4 separate regions of the Mus musculus genome follow, and regions 2, 3 and 4 are each linked to region 1. The links are chromatin contacts, called in public HiChIP or PLAC-seq and promoter capture Hi-C maps. All regions are on one chromosome and are shown on one strand. Each heading gives the region's core, a stretch centred on a gene start, on an enhancer-like site or on the middle of the called end of the contact. The rest is flanking DNA. Distances are from core to core; before and after follow the strand shown. Region 1 holds the start of Mturn (maturin, neural progenitor differentiation regulator homolog (Xenopus)). Region 2 holds the start of Prr15 (proline rich 15). Region 3 holds the start of Nod1 (nucleotide-binding oligomerization domain containing 1). Region 4 overlaps Nod1 (nucleotide-binding oligomerization domain containing 1).

What was found. Promoter capture Hi-C pulls out the DNA fragments that hold promoters and counts their contacts. HiChIP or PLAC-seq counts read pairs in DNA pulled down with a chosen protein or histone mark. Capture Hi-C pulls out chosen DNA fragments and counts their contacts.
Region 2: a contact with region 1 is called in a promoter capture Hi-C map of liver, with 2.3 times the contacts expected there. The contact joins the promoter of Prr15 here to the promoter of Mturn in region 1. A contact is called at or near these places in 3 of 39 promoter capture datasets (cranial neural crest, hippocampal neurons and liver) and 1 of 115 datasets of contacts at active chromatin or transcription factors (pancreatic cancer cells).
Region 3: a promoter capture Hi-C map of liver shows a contact between it and region 1. The contact joins the promoter of Nod1 here to the promoter of Mturn in region 1. A contact is called at or near these places in 21 of 39 promoter capture datasets (the 3T3-L1 cell line, 3T3-L1-derived adipocytes, the HPC-7 cell line and 14 more), 1 of 15 datasets of contacts at CTCF or cohesin (large pre-B cells), 6 of 484 Hi-C or Micro-C datasets (centroblasts, embryonic stem cells, hematopoietic stem and progenitor cells and 3 more), 19 of 115 datasets of contacts at active chromatin or transcription factors (the 230-238 cell line, bone marrow-derived macrophages, craniofacial prominence and 13 more) and 4 of 9 other capture datasets (adipose tissue, embryonic stem cells, liver and 1 more).
Region 4: a FOXA1 HiChIP or PLAC-seq map of pancreatic cancer cells shows a contact between it and region 1. The contact joins the enhancer-like site here to the promoter of Mturn in region 1. A contact is called at or near these places in 3 of 39 promoter capture datasets (hippocampal neurons and liver), 7 of 115 datasets of contacts at active chromatin or transcription factors (embryonic forebrain, embryonic stem cells, microglia and 1 more) and 2 of 9 other capture datasets (adipose tissue and liver).

The regions. Positions count from the first base shown.
Region 1 is chr6:54,678,834-54,683,544 of GRCm38.p6, forward strand. Mturn (maturin, neural progenitor differentiation regulator homolog (Xenopus)) reads left to right here and starts at 2,791. Exons shown (of 3, transcript NM_001289740.1): 1 at 2,791-3,098. The coding sequence starts at 2,937.
Region 2 is chr6:54,324,971-54,329,681 of GRCm38.p6, forward strand. Prr15 (proline rich 15) reads left to right here and starts at 1,931. Exons shown (of 2, transcript NM_030024.3): 1 at 1,931-2,340; 2 at 4,149-4,711. The coding sequence starts at 4,289. The coding sequence ends at 4,657. The region is part of intron 4 of 9130019P16Rik (RIKEN cDNA 9130019P16 gene); the gene reads right to left.
Region 3 is chr6:54,970,000-54,974,710 of GRCm38.p6, forward strand. It overlaps Nod1 (nucleotide-binding oligomerization domain containing 1), which reads right to left and starts at 2,613. Exons shown (of 12, transcript NM_172729.3): 1 at 2,270-2,613. It overlaps Gm24230 (a small nucleolar RNA gene), which reads left to right and starts at 4,652; the gene lies at 4,652-4,711.
Region 4 is chr6:54,954,112-54,958,822 of GRCm38.p6, forward strand. All of the region lies in intron 1 of Nod1 (nucleotide-binding oligomerization domain containing 1), which reads right to left. Among named protein-coding and RNA genes, the nearest start is that of Nod1, 16 kb to the right of the region's middle. Within about 2 kb of position 2,445, at least 136 of the 459 cell types and tissues checked have an H3K27ac peak or open chromatin away from gene starts, as enhancers often do. A contact at or near this core is called in adipose tissue, liver, microglia and 1 more, where this site is marked.

The DNA of each region.
Region 1 (4,711 bases), core at 1,541-4,040:
ATCTTAGTGTAAGTAAACCCTGCACCCAGCTAAGTGCCTTTCACTCCTGCCCGGTGGCCGCCTTTCACTCCTGCCCGGTGGCCGTCCGACCATTTTGCGTTCCTGATTCAGTCACAGAAGTACAGGTGTCACTGAGGAGTCAAGCACAGTTCTGGTGCTCTGCCTTGCACTTCTGTAAGTATCACGATTTTAAAAGACGACAGTAACCTTAGGCTGGGTCTGCAGCACAGGGGGAAATTGCTTGCCTGATGTGTGAGAGGACCTGGGTTCCTCCATCCCCAACATCACTCCCCCGCACCCCCCCCAAAAAAACCCAAACCAACAAAACAACACACACACACACACACACACACACACACACACAATCCACAAACAAAACCAGAAAGTTTTGAAGTGCAAATTTCTGGTTGTGTCATCTGATGCAGACTCACATGGTGTTTTGCTGAGGAAAGACCTATTGGAGGACACTGTGATGTTTGGAGAGAATATAAAGGGGACTCAAGGGACAGTGGCAGTGTGCTTGCATAGCTAGCCTTGCAATGCTTAGCTGACCTCTAGTCTGTGGATTTTCACTTCCTTGAGAGAAGCACAGCAGAGAACTTCTCTTGGGGTCGCTGCTGCTCCTAGTCGCTCCCACTGTCTCGGAGACCTGGCTGCTTCTGCTGGATCATGCCGCCGCTGCTGATTCCTGATTGCTATCCTGACTCTACAGAACAGGACTGCTGGCATCCTGACAAACGGAGACTGGAATCACCCTCAAAGAACTGCTTCTAAACAGGTCCACATCCCCTTGTCTATGTACCATCTTTTCTCCCCTCCCTTCAGACAGTGGGCTAGAAGGGGTGTTGAAGTGGTTGACAATGCTTATTAAGTGTAAGTTTTAAGACTCTAAGCCTACAAAACTGTGCCCGAAGTTTATCCCACCAAGTTTCCTGGTCCTTTGTTACGCAGCCTCTGTTCTAATGTGTGTCTCTAGTGAGGCAGCAGAGAGGAGTTTGCCTCAACTTATCTGTCAAGCTATATGAAGGCCCTCACAGAGGAGCCTCGTGATCAACCCCTCGCCAGATGTGTTCTGGCTGGCCCTCCTCCAGACTCTGCTCCTGTATAACAAAGATAACCCCTCTCTCTTGTTCCATTATTTCAGTCAAAATGTAGATCATGAGAGATGAGTGTAATTAATGCACCACTGAATTTCAGCATCCATTCTGGGTGTTAGACAGTCTCGAGCTTGTGCACATTTCTACACATATTACATAAATGCCATGTCAAATCAGCAGCCATCCAAAATTTAACATTCATGCTTGGTTTAACAGAATGTCAAGCTAATCAATACTGCTTCACACATCGGACACCAATGAGTACTGCTATAAGCCTAGGCATATAATCAAATTTCCTACATTTAAAAAACCCAGGGCTAGAGAGATGGCTCATTAGTTAAGGCATCTAGCTGTTCTCCCTAAGAACCTAGATTTGATGATACACACATGGTGGCTCACAAAGGCCTGTAACTCCAGTCCCAGGCTATCCAATACCCTCTTCTGGTCTCTGGACACCAGACACATACATGGTACACACCAATACATTTATGCAAAAACACTCATACAGATAAAAATGAGTAAATTGTAGAAAAACCCACTGGATTTCTATTCCTTTCACACACACACACACACACACACACACACACACACACACACACACACACTTTCTCAAACCCTAACTATAAGGTCATGAATATATACCCATTTTCACAGATGTGGAAACTGGGGTTCCCAGGACATATCCCAGTCACACTGTCAAGTGGGTTCTCTTAGCCTCAGAAGTCAGGGAGTAGAGGAAGAATCACTCCCACAGTCTAAAGACAAATGCAAAGACAAGCAAATAAACGTAAGGAAATTCTGCCACAGAAATGATCAAAACAGATGACTGTGGAATAACGTCTTCTGCCTGTAATAACAGGTGCACTAGCTGGGCTCCCCTTGGCTAGACTGCCAGCTTACTGAGGCGTTTAGACCCCAGCTCATTCATGTTTACACCCCAGCTAGCAAGGCTCCTGGTTCAGAAGGCGCAGTTTAAAAATAACCACGAATAAATGTTTATAGAATGAATGCTATTTAATGTGTCCCTTCCGGAAGCCAAGTGTTCAGACGAGGACTCTTCTACTCCCTGTAAACCAGTGTGTCTGCTGGGCACGCAGCAGCCAGAGCATTCAACAGGTGTAGTCAACGGGCAGGCTCCTTGCTTTCCAAGCAGGGTTGGGGTGTGGCTCGGTGGTAACATGCCTGAAAAGCACGACTCTGGGTTCAATTTTCCAGCAACTCAAAATACAAAACAAAACCTCAAACCCAACAAACAAAACAACAGTTGGCCATTTTAAGTCATATAATATAAATTCAAGCCAAATCAGTGAAGGTATTTGTAAGAAGCACGCAGCTTGATGTGCGTGTACACTTCCTTCCAAATCAGTCTAGAAAACACACTCTGGGTTCCTGGGAGGACCGAATTTTGGCTTCTGTAGAAAGCAAAGCTGTTTCCCCGGGTGCTCGCAGCACCTCTACAATCAGCCCTGGCAAGGACCAAGCAATCTGTACTTCTGGGTGCGTCCCTCGCGTTTATAGCGGATTCCAGAGAAAGCCTTCCAAACTGGCTCCAAACCAGGGGTCCGGAGCCAGCCCCGCCCCACCCCGCCGCCACCTGCAGAGACGGGCGCCCCGCCCACCCTGACGTCACCGGGCTCCGGGCGGCGCCGAGTAGGGCTCCGGGGATTGGCCAGAGTTCGTGACGTCACGAGCCGGGGCGGCCCCGGACTGGCGGGGCCCCGGGGTGCTTGGGTTCCTTTCAAGGCGGGCGGTGGGGGTGGGGGCGGGGCGGAGGCGGAGCGGGCGGTGTAAACAGACCCGGGAGCCGTGAGCCCCGGAGGAGGCGCGGGCGGCGCCGCCATGGACTTCCAGCAGCTGGCAGATGTCGCGGAGAAGTGGTGTTCCAGCACGCCCTTTGAGCTCATCGCCGCCGAGGAGACGGAGCGCAGGATGGACTTCTACGCCGACCCGGGCGTCTCCTTCTACGTACTGTGTCCGGACAACGGCTGCGGCGACAGCTTTGTGAGTGCACGGGACGGGCGCGCTCCGCTTTGCCCAAGCTCCTCCAGGGGGGCCGGGTGGGGCGGATAGCGGTGGCAGGGTGCCAGGGTGCCAGGGAGCGGAGGTGTGGCAACCTACCGGACCATCGCGCACCGGGCGCGTGGCTAAGAGCATCCCATGGGAGCCTCTATGGGGCACCCACCGGGCGGGGCTCATAGTCCCTGCGGCAGGATCCGAGGTCGGGTCCCCGAGAGGTGTCAGTCCCCCTCGGGGTCTCAGACACAACTCTGCAGCCGCTCCTCCCAACAGGGCCCCCTCTCCAGCCTGCGAGTCTCTCAAACGGACACAAAGCCTCTGTCCACACCCGCAGTGATAGATCTTTTGGACCCTCTTTGCGGAATTACGCCCTGGAGCTTAAAAATGCACGCGCGTGCACACGCGCGCGTTCGCGGGGGCACGCCTATCCCGGGTCTCCTGCTTCCCTAGCTCCTCAATGAGCTGCCAGCAAGTGTTTGTAGCCCATTCGGGTTCTAGCCTGCCATGAGGCTACTGTGTCCTCGCCGAGGCCTTTCGGCTTTTCCAGAGGAAAACCCCACACACCCAGGTCCAGAGGGACCAGAACCAGGAACTACAGCGACCATACCTTTGGCCAGCATCCCTCCCACTAGGTATTCTGGTGCTGACAGTTTAGGAAGGAGATACTGAGAGCACGCGGTTGTGATGGGAGGTGTGTAGGCAGGGCAGGGATGGCGCTTCGTGGAGTGTTTGTAAGCACTGTAAATAATAGTCCCCAAATGTAAGATGGAGGCAGCTGGGGATGAGGGTAATCGTGTGGTCGATGGCCTGAGGCTGGAGGCGCTGCTGCAGCAGAGGAAGATGGGGTGGTGCATGGTGCATCGACCGCTTGGCTCATCAGGTGAAATGACAAAGCTGGACATATCCCCCCACCCCGCTGGGTCCGTACACCTCATCCATCCATGGGAAGTTCAACCTAGGATCCCTGAGACCCGGACAGGACAGGTGCACATCTGCCCAATAAAATATGATCCTGGTTTTGGGTGGCAGCTAGATTTAGGTTCTGTTCACTTGTCTTCCCTTGAGTTGCCTACCCACAAAATTAGCTTCCTAATACCAGTTCTCTGGCAATCTTTGAAGTAGACCTAGCAGTTTGATGCACAGCAAGTGTCCTGCAAATTTAAAGTTCAGAGACCTAGTGTTCCCCCCTATCTTTGTATAAACTCTTACCTGGAACTAAGAATGTAGCTTAGTTAGAACACTTGTGTAGTGTGTGTAAAATCTGTTAAGCATTGAAGGAATTTGAATTAAGTAGCATCTCTGCTATTTGGAAATTTTGTTAACAGTAAGACTATTATATAGCATCTTTCAGTTTACAAACTTTAAGATTGTTTAAATAGTTACAAACACTGATGAAGGCTTGGTCTCTCCTTGGTCAGAGGTATCTATCTGACGGATGGCACTGTGCCTCTAAGCACAGGTAGTTGGCTCTAAAGGAATATAGCAGTACTTAGCCCCTATTCTGTTCGGCCATCCCCAGGTGCACACTTCTGTCTGTGTTCTTGGGGACATCACTCTCTTCCAGGCTTAAACAACTATGTCCTCCTGTTACCTGACTT
Region 2 (4,711 bases), core at 681-3,180, 350 kb before region 1:
CAGCTGCCATTGAAAGTCTGTGTCCTACTCAGCTGCCCAGTGTCACCTCCCAGGTCTGCCCAGCCACACTCTGTGCTTACATCACCCACCTGCCCTTTGAGCCTTGAGAAGCCCAGCATCCTTCACACCTTGAGGCTCTCTTAGCTGCTGTTTACCCTGCTTTTCATGACTCTATTCATTACACACACACACACACACACACACACACACACACACACACACACACACACACACACTTCACCTTTCTATGGATATATTCACCCCCATCTAGTGGTTCTCTCATTTATAAGGTGCTTCCACTCAACCCAGGAGGCATAACAGAGACATTTGACATTGCTGAATGTATTTGAGGAGCTATCTTATTGAGAGATGAAGGATTTGTTTATTGAGAAAATGCTTGTGGCTTTGTGAAAACCACACTAGATGAAAAGCCATTCAGCAAGCTAGTGTCCTTTTCCTGGTGTCTTCATTCTTTCAACAATGTGCTTGACAAGGGCATGTCCCAGCTCCATAAACGGTGGTGGTGGCGACTCCCCAGACAAGCTTTTCTCATCATATGACATCTGCCTCCGGAAAGCTTCCTTTAAAGCTGGCAACTAGTCTTTATCAAGTACCAGTGTTATGGTTCAGTGTCCCCACTTTAAAACTAACCTCAAGAGTCAGTTTTGGTGGTATGCCAGAGTTTGAATCCAGTCTTAGTTACATAGTGAAATTCCACCAATAAAGAAAGGAAGGAAGGAGGAAGGGGGGCAGAGAAGGAGGGGAAAGGGGGAGGAGAGAGAAAGGGGCAGAGGGAGGAAGGGGGAGGGGAGTTCTCTAATCTCTGGTTAGAAACAAATCATTTCCAAATACACAGTGTATGTTCATCTTTCATTTTTTAATTGAATCCAAACTAAGACACCAACCAAGTCCTTGTATTTTCCTCTTCCCTACTGTATTGAAAGTCTCTATAAAATTCCTGCCTGCTTATCAAATCCTTATTGCAAGAGATCAGAGTTGGTTGGTGATCTGTCTCTCACCAGGCTTGTCCCGCAGAAAGTGCTCAAAGCAGACAAATTGCCTGGACTGCCTACCTTAGAGGCAAAGAAAGGGTCCTACTTGCATGTCTGCAAGCCTAGAGACCCCCAAAATCTCTTTCAAGTCGTAACTTCGCCTTAGTTAGAGAAATGTCTCCTCTAATACCGTTTTTGACAAATAACCACCGAGCTAAAGCACCTTGCACGGTGCTGGGGCCCATTGGTTCACCCTCTCAGTGGCTCTGGGCTGGAGTAATATGCTTGGATGGGTGTCGATGCGCGGTCGCCCAAACGCGAAAGATGCTTTGTAGCATAGGCACTTAGTTATGGTAAGAACCCAAGACTAACAAGCTGATAAGCTGGAATCAAACTTCCAACCCCGTTACTTCGAGATTGCCCTTCAGCATGCAATCCTGGACAACTGTTTAACCTCCGCAAAGCCATGGTTCCTTTGCAGGTCTGTTAGGAGCCATAGTGCCCAGGCCTGGGGCGGTCTGATGAGCAAGTGAGTTAACCCAAGTGAGTTGACCCAAGTGAGTTATAGTACTAGGATAGCGCCCGATGACAGCAACGACATGGTTCTCAACTCTTAGTCTTTTAGGTAAGGGCGCTTGAAACTCCCAAACAATGACAGAGTTTGAATCAGCTCTCCGAGTTAGAAAATTTGAAAGCCTTGGGACTCAAACCTCAGCGCAAGAACGGAACGCGAGCAGGGAGGCGGCGCAGCACAGCTTTTTCTCCAATCAGAGTCCGCAGGGCTGGAACCACGTTTGCAACCTCGTCCAATCTGGTCCCCAGAAGGGCGGGGACGCCTACCTGCACCTGTAGCCTGGCGGCCGCCTCCTGTCCCACCCTGACCCTCCCCTCCTCCTCAGTTCTGGTGTCTTCAGGCCTTTGGCCAACCACCAGCAAGTGGGCAGATGTCTCAGCGCGTTCCTACGGACGCTCAGGAAGGGTAGTGCGCCGGAGTCAGTAGCCCAGGTCCTGTCTAGCTGAGGCCAGAGAGCAGAGTGAACGGGAAGAAAGGACGCGCCCTAGAATGTGAGACTCCCACCGGGAAAGGCTGACCAGACTCACCCTGGGGCGGAGGATCTGACAGTCCCTGCCACCTGAGCGGACCGTGCTGCCAACCCCAGGTTGTTCCGACAGTGTGCGAGTGTCAGGGGTGTTGGGCGAGATCAGCAACAACGATTCCTGCATCTCTCCTAGTCAGCGATAAGGGACACCGCGACTAAGCTTCAGGCACCCGGAGACGCCCCCTCCGTGTTCTAGACAGCCCGCGCGGCGCAGCGCGGCGCCGCAGTGGCCCTGAAAGCCCCTACAGGTGAGTGAACCAGAGTCCCTCTGCGTCTCACAAGGCAGGCCCTGGCGCTACGAAGTCCCTGGAGAATGCTGTCTAGCGCTTTGCAGTGCCCCTCCTCCTGCTGCCAGAGGAGAGGCCCCCCCCAGAACAGTGATCTGCCTACTTTTGCATTATTTGCCATCTTTTCCTTGCGCAATTCTCACAAAGCCTTTCCGTACACACCAAGTTGGTCACTGTGGAAAAGAAAGTGTTGGGTGGCTGCCCACCACCATTAATAAATGCCTTGGGGTGCGGTGTTTTTCCGATCTGCAGAATAGGGAGTAAGACGTTTGTAGACCCCAACGTTGACGGTGCCTAAGGGTGTGGGCGCCTTTCTTAGGGAAAGAACTTTGAGCTGGTTCTGCTTTTACGGTTTTCAAGCCCCAGTCCGAGTGAGTCCTCAGGACATCCCCAGGGAGGAGATGGCGCCTCCCCGTAGGCGCAGAGACTTCCTCTACCAGGCAGTTCCGGGAGAACCTGCAACAACAAACGGCCGCACAAGTTTCCCTCCTGCGCACTGGCGAATCCCAGGAGCGCCGCGGTGCGTGGGCTGCGAAGCGGCGGAGCTGAAACCTAGAAATGGGCGGCGCGCGCGAGCCCTGCCCACTCGTGGTGGCCGTGTCCAGTAGCACGCTCACAGGAAGTGTGCCAAGAGTCTGGCTTGCACTATCAGGAGCGTCTGGGCTCCGTTATTCAATGGTTTTCTGGAGTTCCTGGTTGGGCGCTCTCCTTTGGAGGATGGAAAGGCAACCAGCAAAGAAAAGTACCAGAAGACTTTGTTTACAATAAGTAAAATCCTCAAGAGATAGAGAACTATGAAAGAAGGGTTGGGACCCGCGGCCTTCCAACAGTGTGGAGATTGGCTCTAGGGAGTTAAAGGAAGAGTGGGATGGCGGTTTCCAAGGGAAGTTAAGTCTAGACAGCCTCTGAAAATCACAAGGCAGAAGTGGTTTGAAGCAGTTTGAAGTAAGCACAACCATGAATTTATGCTCCCCGCTTTCTCACTTGGATACACCGCTCATCACCGCTCATCCTAGAAAAAGACTGCAGAAATTTGAGCCATGCTTACTAGCTTGCTCCTTATGGCTTGCTCAGCCTGCTTGCTTGCTTTGCTTTGTTTGTTTGTTTTTCGAGACAGGGTTTCTATGTATAGTCCTGGCTGTCCTGGAACTCAAACCAGGCTGGCCTAGAACTCAGAAATCTGCCTGCCTCTGCCCGCCTCCGGATTGCTGGGATTAAAGGCATGTGCCACCACTGCCTGGATTTCAGCCTGCTTTCTTATAGAACCCAAGACTGCCAACCCAGAAATAGTCTAACCCACAATGGGCTGGGAACTCCCTCTTCAATCACTAATAAAGAAAATACCTGATCTTTATTCATCTGTAGTGGGCAGGACAAGCTAGGTTCCCCACCCCACACCCACACATTCCCCTCCTGGTGTTCCTCTGAAGGGTGGCGGTTCTAAGGGTAGGTGGGCACATGTAGTGGTTGGCAGCGGTTGTAGGGTAGGTAGGTGGGCACCTGTAGTGGTCCTTATACAGTCAGGCTGAGTGGCAGACCAGCCCATACTTCCTCTGGAGCCAGGTTGATCTCCACTGGATAGCTACTGCACTTGCTTGGGAGGTAAGGCAAAGGTTGAGGTCGGGCGGGAGTTCAAGGAACTCAACCTTGTAGATCAGGGTTGTTCTGCAGGTGGCCAGTGGTCACAGAGTTGCCATGAGTTCCAACTCTGAGGAGAGTAGAATGTTACTTTGACCAACCCAAGTTCTGTTTTTTTTTTCTCTGTGCAGGGCTCTCCCTCAACTCCCATCCAGCAAGTCTGCGTGGGAGAAGCCTGGAAGGGCTGGAGTGAAGAGTCAGAGACCACAGAAAAGAGAGGAGCTGTCCTGGCCCAGGCCCTTCCCCACGCAGGGTGCTTGGCCTATGGGCCATGGCGGACAGTGGCGGCTCCAGCCCCTGGTGGAAATCTCTGACCAGGAAGAAAAGCAAGGAAGTTACGGTGGGGGTGCAGCCTCAGGTTCGGCCAGAGACTGGCCAGGAACCCTCACCACCTCACTCAGATCGGACTAGCAGCTTGCCAGAAAATCAGCACTCCAATATCCTTGGGGACCCCGGAGAGTCCCTCAGGTCAGATAAGTTGTGTGAGGAGAAAACAGGCAATAGTCGGCGCAATTTGAAGATCTCACGCTCTGGCAGATTCAAGGAGAAGAGGAAAATGCGTGCCACACTGCTCCCTGAAGGAGACAAGTCCCCTGAGGAGGCTGACTTTCCAGATGACCCTCAGGAGGACAAGCAATAGCCCGAACAAGCTTCCAGGATTGCACAGAAAGAGAAAAACACTATTACCCCTAGA
Region 3 (4,711 bases), core at 1,363-3,862, 290 kb after region 1:
TGCCTGCCAAATCCAGATGAAATTCAAGTTTAAGTAAGCATCCAGACCAGGGAGTCTCGTGCTGGCCATTATTTTAGCCCTGGCTGAAATCCATTAGTTAATTGAAAAGACACCACTTCTCTTACTACAGGGTCAAGTTTAGATGAAACAACTGCTCTCTGAGCCTCCATAGGTACAGTCACAACATGTAGGTGGCTAAGAGCACACTGCTACAGGGCACGCAACTAGCTTTCCACAGAACAGCAAAGACAACAAGACTGGAAATTTATGAAATGCCTATAGCTCATTGTGGTAACAATTCAGAACGAGTACATACATGGTTTCCTAACTTCATCTTGTCTAAAACCTTCCAAAGGAAAGGGGTAGAAGAAACTGTTATTCAAATCCTAGGAATCAAATGCCTTCCATTTCATCAGTGAACCCTTCCTTTGGATAAAAGACAGAGCCTTGGTATTTTTGTTGAAGCAAATATCAGTGACCACACAGACTCTTATAGACACTTGACCTCGTGCCTCTGTGGCTTTACAGTTTATATTTTGAATGTCTTATCTAAACAATACTATCACCTATGCTCTGGTAGTGACAGTCCCAACAGAATGAGGCAGCTGGGTAGCAGTTTCAGCTGGGAGGCAGGCATCAGTACAGGCAGGACTTGGAATTCTCTTCTACTGATTCCTGACTGTCTTTGATGAACGAGTCCCTGGCCAGGAGTCAAGAGGAGAACAAGAACGCTGGGTACGATATCTCAGGCTATTGCCAGCAAGAGAGCCATGTGTGCAGCATAAATTGTGAGTCCTGCTGACAGCCCACCTTTCTTAAGAATATATTTGGAGCCGGGAGTGGTGGCGCACGCCTTTAATCCCAGCACTCGGGAGGCAGAGGCAGGCGGATTTCTGAGTTCAAGGCCAGCCTGGTCTACAGAGTGAGTTCCAGGACAGCCAGGGCTATACAGAGAAACCCTGTCTCGAATAACCAAAAAAAAAAAAAAAAAAAAAAAAAAGAATATATTTGGTATAGAAGAGCAGGAGAGTGGGGCTTTAAGGGAGACAGTTTCTGGACACACTCCATCATAGTGGCTATACCAAATAGATAATTGTCTTCTAGTAACAGAGCCCCTGCCAGGGACCATAAGGTGTGGGGTGGATGTTACCTTAATCTGTATTAAGCCTCACTTTGTCTAGACTTTACCAGTAAGAAAAGAGAGGCTCGAAGGGATCATTTTGAACTTGCAGCCAATCACATCACTCAAGTGACAGAATCAAAGATTGGAACCAGGTTTACTGGGTGTATGTTCAATAAAAACAAAACTCTTGTGACCTTTGCAAGGGTCCTCCCTCTCCCACCTCTCTGCCTTGGGTTTTTAGTCTGCCTCTCTCCTGGCCAGCATACCTGTCTGTTTTCCAGTGGCTCCTGGATCACAACTACCACACAGATCTCTGCTCCCAGGTACAACAGAGGAACCTCTCCTCTCCAACAGATGTCCTGGAAGTTACCCATACACTCCAGGTATCCTTAACATCTAAAGCAGGAAGGCTGCTTTTAGGAAGGCAATCAGACTCCATTCTATACCTTTGGCTTCACCCTTAAAGGATGGAGGGCACTTGTCAAGGGTTCTCTGGCCTCCCGAGGCAATTTCGAACACCAATAACTTAGGCAAATAACAAAGGTGCTTTGCAGTCTGTCCACTTTTATGCTTTTTACAGTCTATGAAAACACTGCACACTCGAGGACTTTTTTTCAGTTTGATATTCGGGCAACTCTGCCAAGCAAGCATTGTCTTGCTTCCTTCTTTTGTATCCCATGAAACTCAAGGGAAGTTCTCCTTTGGCTCCAGGACCATAGGAGGTTCCTGGAAGCAGCCAGCCTGTCTGCAGCACGCGCTCAGGAAGGTCCAGGTCAGCAGGCACTTTCTTTTGAAGGCTGCCTGCCCATTGGTCTCAGACTCCTAACCCTACGTGCACATTGGAATCACCAAGGGAGCTCTGAAGCAATAGTTTAGACATTCCGACAGAATTAATTTGTCGAATAGTCTGGGTGTCTGGATTTGCTACACTTTAAGTTGCAGGCAGGCGGGCTGAAAACGCAGGCCTTAGATCACACTGGGATCTTGATTCCGCTGATCTCTGAACTAGGGCTGCATCTGACACTCTGGGTGAGGGGTGGGAGGCGGGGGTCTCTCCCCTGGAGTTTCAGCCAGAGCTCTTCCACAGCAGCCTTACATTTCCTCAGCTGGTTACAGAGCCTGCGGGCGCCAACCCCCATGACTTACCAAGTTGGCAGGACTTTGGCTCAGTTGGCCCTGGAGTACGGTGACTCTCAGCAAGGGGATCCGGGGACTAGGGTCGCGGATCGGGCGGGACAACAGCTGGGAGGGAGGGCGCTACCGCTCGCGGTCCGGGATCAGGAGCTGGCTGTGTCTACGGCCGGCCGCGCCTGGGCTCGGGTGGGCTCCGGGGAGGGAACAGGGCGGAGCGGGCGGAGGAGGCGGGGACCATCCGTAGCGCTGCCCCCCTGTCTCGTTTCCCGGGAAGGAGCCGCCGCACACTGCATCGGACGAGCGGCCACTGCGCAGTGGGAGTGGGCAGGCCTCGCAGTTCGCCCAGGGGTGACACCCTGGGAACTCGTCGTGCCAGCTCTGCCACGGCCGCGGAGAGCCAAGGCCCGCCCCCTGAGAGTGCCACCCAGCGCCTGTAACCACAACCAATGCCGGGACCCGGGCAGAAAGGCTGTTAAACTAAGCAAACTAAGATCAAAATAAGATTCAGTTTGATCTACTTTCAGAGACGGAGACTTTCTCCTCCTCTGTCGTTAAGTCTTCTCTTGACCACGAATATTCTAGAGCCTTTTCCTTTACTGTAAGGAATTACGTAAAGGAATTAACATGTTAATAAACCGTCCGAATAAATATTTTTAAACGTTTTTGACAGTTAAACAAAAGTGCTTTGAGATTTTTGGCCACATGTAGTCATGGTTATGAAAACTCGCATGAAGTTGACCCTCTGAGAAAAGCAAAACCGAAACTGCAAGAACTGTGTTCTTGCATGCGTGAAGGCCTCCCTCCTCCTGCAGTGTGCTGCAGTGCTGCAGCTAAGTGACTGAAAGGAAAACTTTGATTCTAAGAGCCTGATGTGCTAAGACGGAGCCAGAACAACCGTACTGTGCACCTGCAGGGCACTGTTCATTCTTAGCCTTCTGCTTTTTGCTTAGACTATTATTTACATTTTTGGGGACAGCTGTTCCTTACTTGTTATTTTGGACTTTTTATTTTGGGATATTTGTAAATTAATAAATAACTGGAGGAAATAATGCAGATTCATGTACCTGTAACTCAATTTGCCCCAGTCTTGAAGAGCTACAACACAAAAAAAGCTATGGTAAGCAGAAAACAGACTACTAATAGAGTCAAGATACAGAACAGGTCCACCCCAAGCAACCTTGTTCACCGTCCCACCCTGTGCTCAGCCTCTGGCAACCACAAACTTGTTCGCATTGCTAGAAATGTATCAAGACTTTTAAAATAGATGGAATCAGGCTGCACTTTGGAATAACATTTTAAAATTCTGTATTACATTTGTGTGTGTTTGGGTGTATGAGTACATACATATTATGATGCACATGTGGGGATCATAGAACAATGGCAGGGCTTGGTTTTCTCTTTCCACCATGTGGCTTTGGGGCATAATTGAATTCCGACTTGGTAGCAGGCACCTTTACCCACTGAACAGTCCTACTGGCTCTAGTATTTTGCTATTTTGTTTTCATTTAGTATAATCCTAAGAGGATTCACCGAGACCATTGCTTGTATCAATAGTGATTCCCCTTTAATTATTTTCCTTGGGCAGTATTCCGAAGCACATGTTCCTGTAGCTTTTTGAAATACTGCTTACCTTTTTGGGCTATTTTCAGCCTTTGGCATCAATTTCTCAAATGCCTATTCATCTATCTTCTGAAATAGCTAAACCATTTAGCATTTCCACCGTTGACCAGCTAAGTGACTGCTTCATAGCATATCACCAGCTTCTGGTGCTGTCCCATTCCATCTTGGCCATTTGGATAGTTGTATTGCCCTCGTGAGACACTGCTGTGGTTTTAGCTTGCTGATGACGTGGACTTTTCACGTTTGTCTACATGCCACCTGTATCTTCTCTTGAGGAAAAAATGTCTGTGTGTCTCTTGTTCATTCACCTAAATGTTGTGTGTTGAGAGTGTGGCTTGTAAATATTTTCTCCAATTATTTGCCTTTTCTTTCTTCTTCTTTCCCTGCTTCTCTTTTTCTCCCTCTCCCTCTCCCTCTCCCTCTCCCTCTCCCTCTCCCTCTCTCTCTCCCTCTCCCTCTCCCTCTCCCTCTCCCTCTCCCTCTCTCTCTGACAGGCTTTCAGCTGTCCTAAAACTCACTATATTGCCAAAGATGACCTTAAGCATCTCCTTCCAAGAGCTGGGATTGAAAACCTATGCCAGCATGGGCAGACACCATGAACCAAACTCAGGGCATGCCAGGCAAGGACGGTTAGCAACCAAGCTATATGCCTGAGCCCCCTGCCTGCCCTTTCATTTTATGAAGTCCAGCTTACTCATTTTACTTCGATGGGTCATACATTTGGAGTTGAGTTTGAACTCTGCCAATTCCTAGATTTTAAAAATTGGCAGCTACCCTGCCCCTAGAGGCACTGCTGGTGTGGCTGCTGTGTCACATGGGAGTCAGTAGGTGGCA
Region 4 (4,711 bases), core at 1,195-3,694, 270 kb after region 1:
GCTACATCCATAAAGTCTCACCAACATGATGGCCCAAATAAGGATGACACCAATGAACATGACAAACTGGACAGAGAAAAGTCCATGAGGCCTCAACCCTACACAAAGAATTATAGGTAACTGGTGAAAGCTGGGATCAGGAATGGTCAGCCCTGAAAGTATACATACAAGTACCGTTACATGGCCTGAAGGATTATATGTAGGAATATATATTGCGCGCACACATACACACACACACACACACACACACACACACACACACACACATATATATACATATATATGCAGCCATATTCTGTCTAGGCCACTCTTACTCAGACTGGCCAGCCCTCAGGGCCAATTCTCACTACCTTTAATCCATGGTGTCAGTCATGGGATTAGTGAGGAAAAAAAGGCATGAGTTTGAAGGAGAGTGAGGAAGGATAATACAGAACATTTTGGAAGGGGAAAAAAGGAACAGAGAAATACTATAATTATATTATAATCTCAAAAACATTTTAAAGTGCTTTGAAAATGTATATTGTGAGATCAAAAAATAAAAAATGTATAACCATAACTGACTAGCTCAATAAATAAATTATCGTCAAAGAAACAGAGGGCAAGAACTGTAACAGCAGCAAGTCATTGCAAGGGATGAGGTGGCTCTGGAAGCCTGTGAGAAAAGTGGAAGCTGAAGCCCAGAGTGGAAACTTTCTCTTGAAATGCTCACAAGTGTGAGAGAACAGGGAAAGGCCGCGGTTCTTCCCGGGTGAGTCAGCGTGTTTAGAAGGCTGGGGAAAGGAGGTTGAGCAACTGCCTTCATTCCACTTGACCCAACTCTTATCAACTGGGAGTGGGCTTTTAACCAGGCTTCTCTTTCCGTGCCTGCAATTCCCACAAACATGGTCCCTCGGCTTCCCAGGCTTTTCCTGTAATTTCCACCACGGGCTCTTCACAGTTCACCAGCAAAAGGGGACACTCTCTCCTGATTTCTGACCACCTGAACAAAGCCACAGGTTCATGACCCCTAGCTGGCAAAGAGGTGCTTTTTTGTAATTTTCAGAGGGCAGTGAGCTCTCTTTGGCAGGAAGTTAAGGAAGTTATGGTGGACATAAAAAAGGAAACAAAGAAAAACATTGCCTAATAAACCAAAGCCAGAGATAGAGCAAACTGCCATGAGACACCTCAGAGAGAGTGACCAAGCATGAGCTGGTGCCACCAGAAACAGAGAGCCAAGCGTCTCCCAGGTCACAACCTGCCAAACGGTGGGCCCTGGGGTGCCAGTGGAAGGCAAGGGAGCTGAGGGTAGATAGTAGTAGGGACAGCAGAGGAGTAAGGGAAAGGGAGGGCTGGAGAAGGGGGGGGGGAGAGGAAAGGGTGGAGAAGAGGCAGGAGGAATGGCAGAGGTTGACTTTACAGAGCTAGGCCACTCTGTAGGGGGAGGTTTTCCCAGCTCTATATATGGAGCCTTGAGGATGGGAGTTGAAGGGAGATCCTGTCCAGACAGCCCAAGGAAACAACCAAAGAAACAAATTAAGGCCGTGGATGTGGCCTGAAAATGAGACCTCGGGCAGCAGAACGCAGGGTGGGACATGAAATAGAAAAATTAGGATAAAATATGCAGGTGGTAGATGCAATTTTGCAACTCTGTACTCTTGAAATAGAAACCTACTGCCCTTTGTCAGTACATAGCCTGATTGCAACTTAGTTCCCTGTCAGTTCCTTCTGCCCAGAAGCTACAGTTTTAATGAAGCAGTTTTCTAGTCTTGTATATAACACCTTGCTTGGTCCAATGTCTACAATGCTAGGACCATAACATCCCACCACTGGGTATCACTGTCAGTACAATGGCTTTCCCCATCACATTCCTAAATTCTTGCCAGAGGTACATGAGAGGTCCTGTTAAGGTGTGCTATAAAGAGTGTTCTCTTTTTCTAGACTTTGCACTCCAAGTTAAGAGTCAATGGTGCAAAGTAATTAGGCAATGTTACTGTCAGAATTCACACATGAGAGGTGTTACCCACAGTTAGGGGGAAGCTAGAAGAGGTTTTCTGCTGTGTGACCTCCACTGTTGGTAGGTTTGAAGTCAACTGAGAGCAGGTGTTATGGTGTCACTCTCACAAACTGAGGGAGCTTTCCAAGGACATTTTATAGGACCAGGTTTTATCTTAGTAACATCTAACTTTGAGGGCTTTGAGATCTATCAGAGGACATATGTGTGACATATTGAATGGCACTAGTTTTAGCTGATGGAGTGGAAAGATTGCTCTCAAGCACTCTGGACTTGTGGCCTCATCTGATGTCTTAACAAAGCTGTTGAGAGTCCACAGACAAAAATGAGCCAAGGGCTCAGGGTTTGCTTTTATTTTTCTCCCTTTCCTTGTGGTGAGCTGATACTGCTCAACACTAGGCATCAACAGCCTTGAGAAGTGTCTTTAGCAACTTCCCTTTCTAAGAAATCTGCCCTGTGAGGAGAATCAGAAGTTCTGACAGGGTTTTGGTTTTGTTTCATTCCAACAAGGCCCCTGCTGTTGACAGTGAGAAAGGAGTTGGCAGTTCCCAGAGGAATTGAATGACTGAGTCAGAGCAGTGTCTACAGACACATAACTCAGCACCAGGCACATGTGAGTGCAATAAAATACATCACTGCTGTCAGATTCAAGGCTGAGGAAAGTCAGACTCAATAAAACAGAATACACTGTATGGCTCTGTGTAGAAGCCGAGAGATGGTAGCTGGGAGACACGGGTTGCAAAACAACAGCCATGCAAACTCCTGGGGACATAGAAATATCTTGAGTGAGAGCTCTATGTATGTGTGTGTGTGTGTGTAGTGTATGTGTAGTGTGTGTGTGTAGTGTGTGTGTGTGTGTGTGTGTGTGTGTGTAGTGTGTAGTGTGTAGTGTGTAGTGTGTAGTGTGTGTGTGTATAGTGTGTATACATTTGTGAATTCCACATTCTCAGATTCAACCAACCATGGATCAAGAATATTCAGAAAAATATCGCACCTCACTAAACATGGAAGAATTTGTAGATTTTTCCTTGTCATTGTTTCTTGAATCGAATGCTATAACCACTTTTATAGCACTTACAATGCATTAGGTGTCATAAAAATCTAAAGATGATTTAAATTTTCAGGATGGTATGTGTAGGTATATGAAGATAATCACTCTGTCTTGTATCAGGGATTTGAGCACTGGTGGATTTTGTTTTCCTTGGAGTATCCTGACACTGATCCCTGCAGACACTGAGGGAAGAGCATATATATAAACACACACACACACACACACACACACACACACACACACACACATGCATATTTGCCAAGTGTCATCAACCTATATTTTTCAAATCTGAAATGTTCTATGAGCATTATGTTTGTTTTAGTTTCATGTTAAGAGAGAGCCTTACTGTGTACTGCATTGTGGCCTCGAGCTCTCAAGATCCTTCTGCCTGGGTCTCCCATACGTCAGGGATAAAAGCATGCACCACCATGCCTAGCTGAAAAGCACTGCTTTATATTATACAGCAGTAACTTACGGATTGCCATTTAAAAGTAGCAATCTACTTTTTTGGGTTGAATCAAGAAGAGAACACTCAAAGAAGTCATTCCCCATCAGCCCCAGTGGCCTTATGACTCTGCCCTTTCCTGACACGCCCTGCTGTTGGGAACCTTCATTCATTCTTTTGAAACTCTGTATTTTTCCAAATAAATCGCCCCAGCTTTCTCCAAGTTGCTGTTGCAATACCAGAGGACGAGATTACAGATTGAGACGAGCCTTTCCCAGAAAACTATTCTGTAACAGCATAGCAGATGCTAATTAGAGTTACACCCCAAGTTGTTGTTACGTGGCCCGGCCATCTTACAAGCACTTCTGTATAAAGGCTGGCCATAAGCACCAATGTAAGCCAAAGCAAGCCAGGCCAGTGTTCGAATCCGGCCACCCACTCTACTTCTTCCCCAGTCCTGACTCCTCCTCCTCAAGCGCCTTCCCTGGAGTGAGAGCTCATAAGAAGCCTGTGACTCAGGGACTGTGGCTGTCACAGAAAGAGGACACAGAAAGGCCTGGTGTGGGAAGCAATGACTTTGCTGACCATGTGGCAGTTTATACAGCCTTGCCCCCTTCTTCTTTGAAGACTGACCCAGGCAGAAGTCAGCTGTCTATTCAGCAGCTGTGCTGACCCCACTAGGGCCTGGTTCACTCTCTCAGCCCCTCCTGTGGCTTAGGAAATGAGAATGAGTTTTGTGGGCTTACAATGGTAAGGGTGGGTACATGGCTGTCACTATTTCAGTCTTTCGTTTCTGGAAAAATGGCCAGCCTGCCTGCAAGCAGCTCCCCACCCCACCCCCCCCCCAGGCATCAGCCATAGATAGATAGATAGATAGATAGATAGATAGATAGATAGATAGATAGTAGTGTTGCTGTTGATAGCCCTGGCTTTCGTGGACATTTTGCTTTGTAGACCAGACTGGCCTTGAATGCAGAGATCCACCTGCCTCTGCCTCCCTTGTGCTGGAATTAAAGGCGTGCATCATCACTGCCCAACTTAAAAAAAATGTAATTTGTATTTTATGTGTACGCGTGAGTCCCTTTATTTTATGTTTGTACATGCATCATGCATATGCCTAATGCTAGAGGAGGCCAGGAGAGCATCAGATCCTCCGAAACGGGGTTGTGAGCTTGCCTGTGTGGGCTCTGGAAAGCTGCAATGTTCTGAACTGCTGAGCCATCTC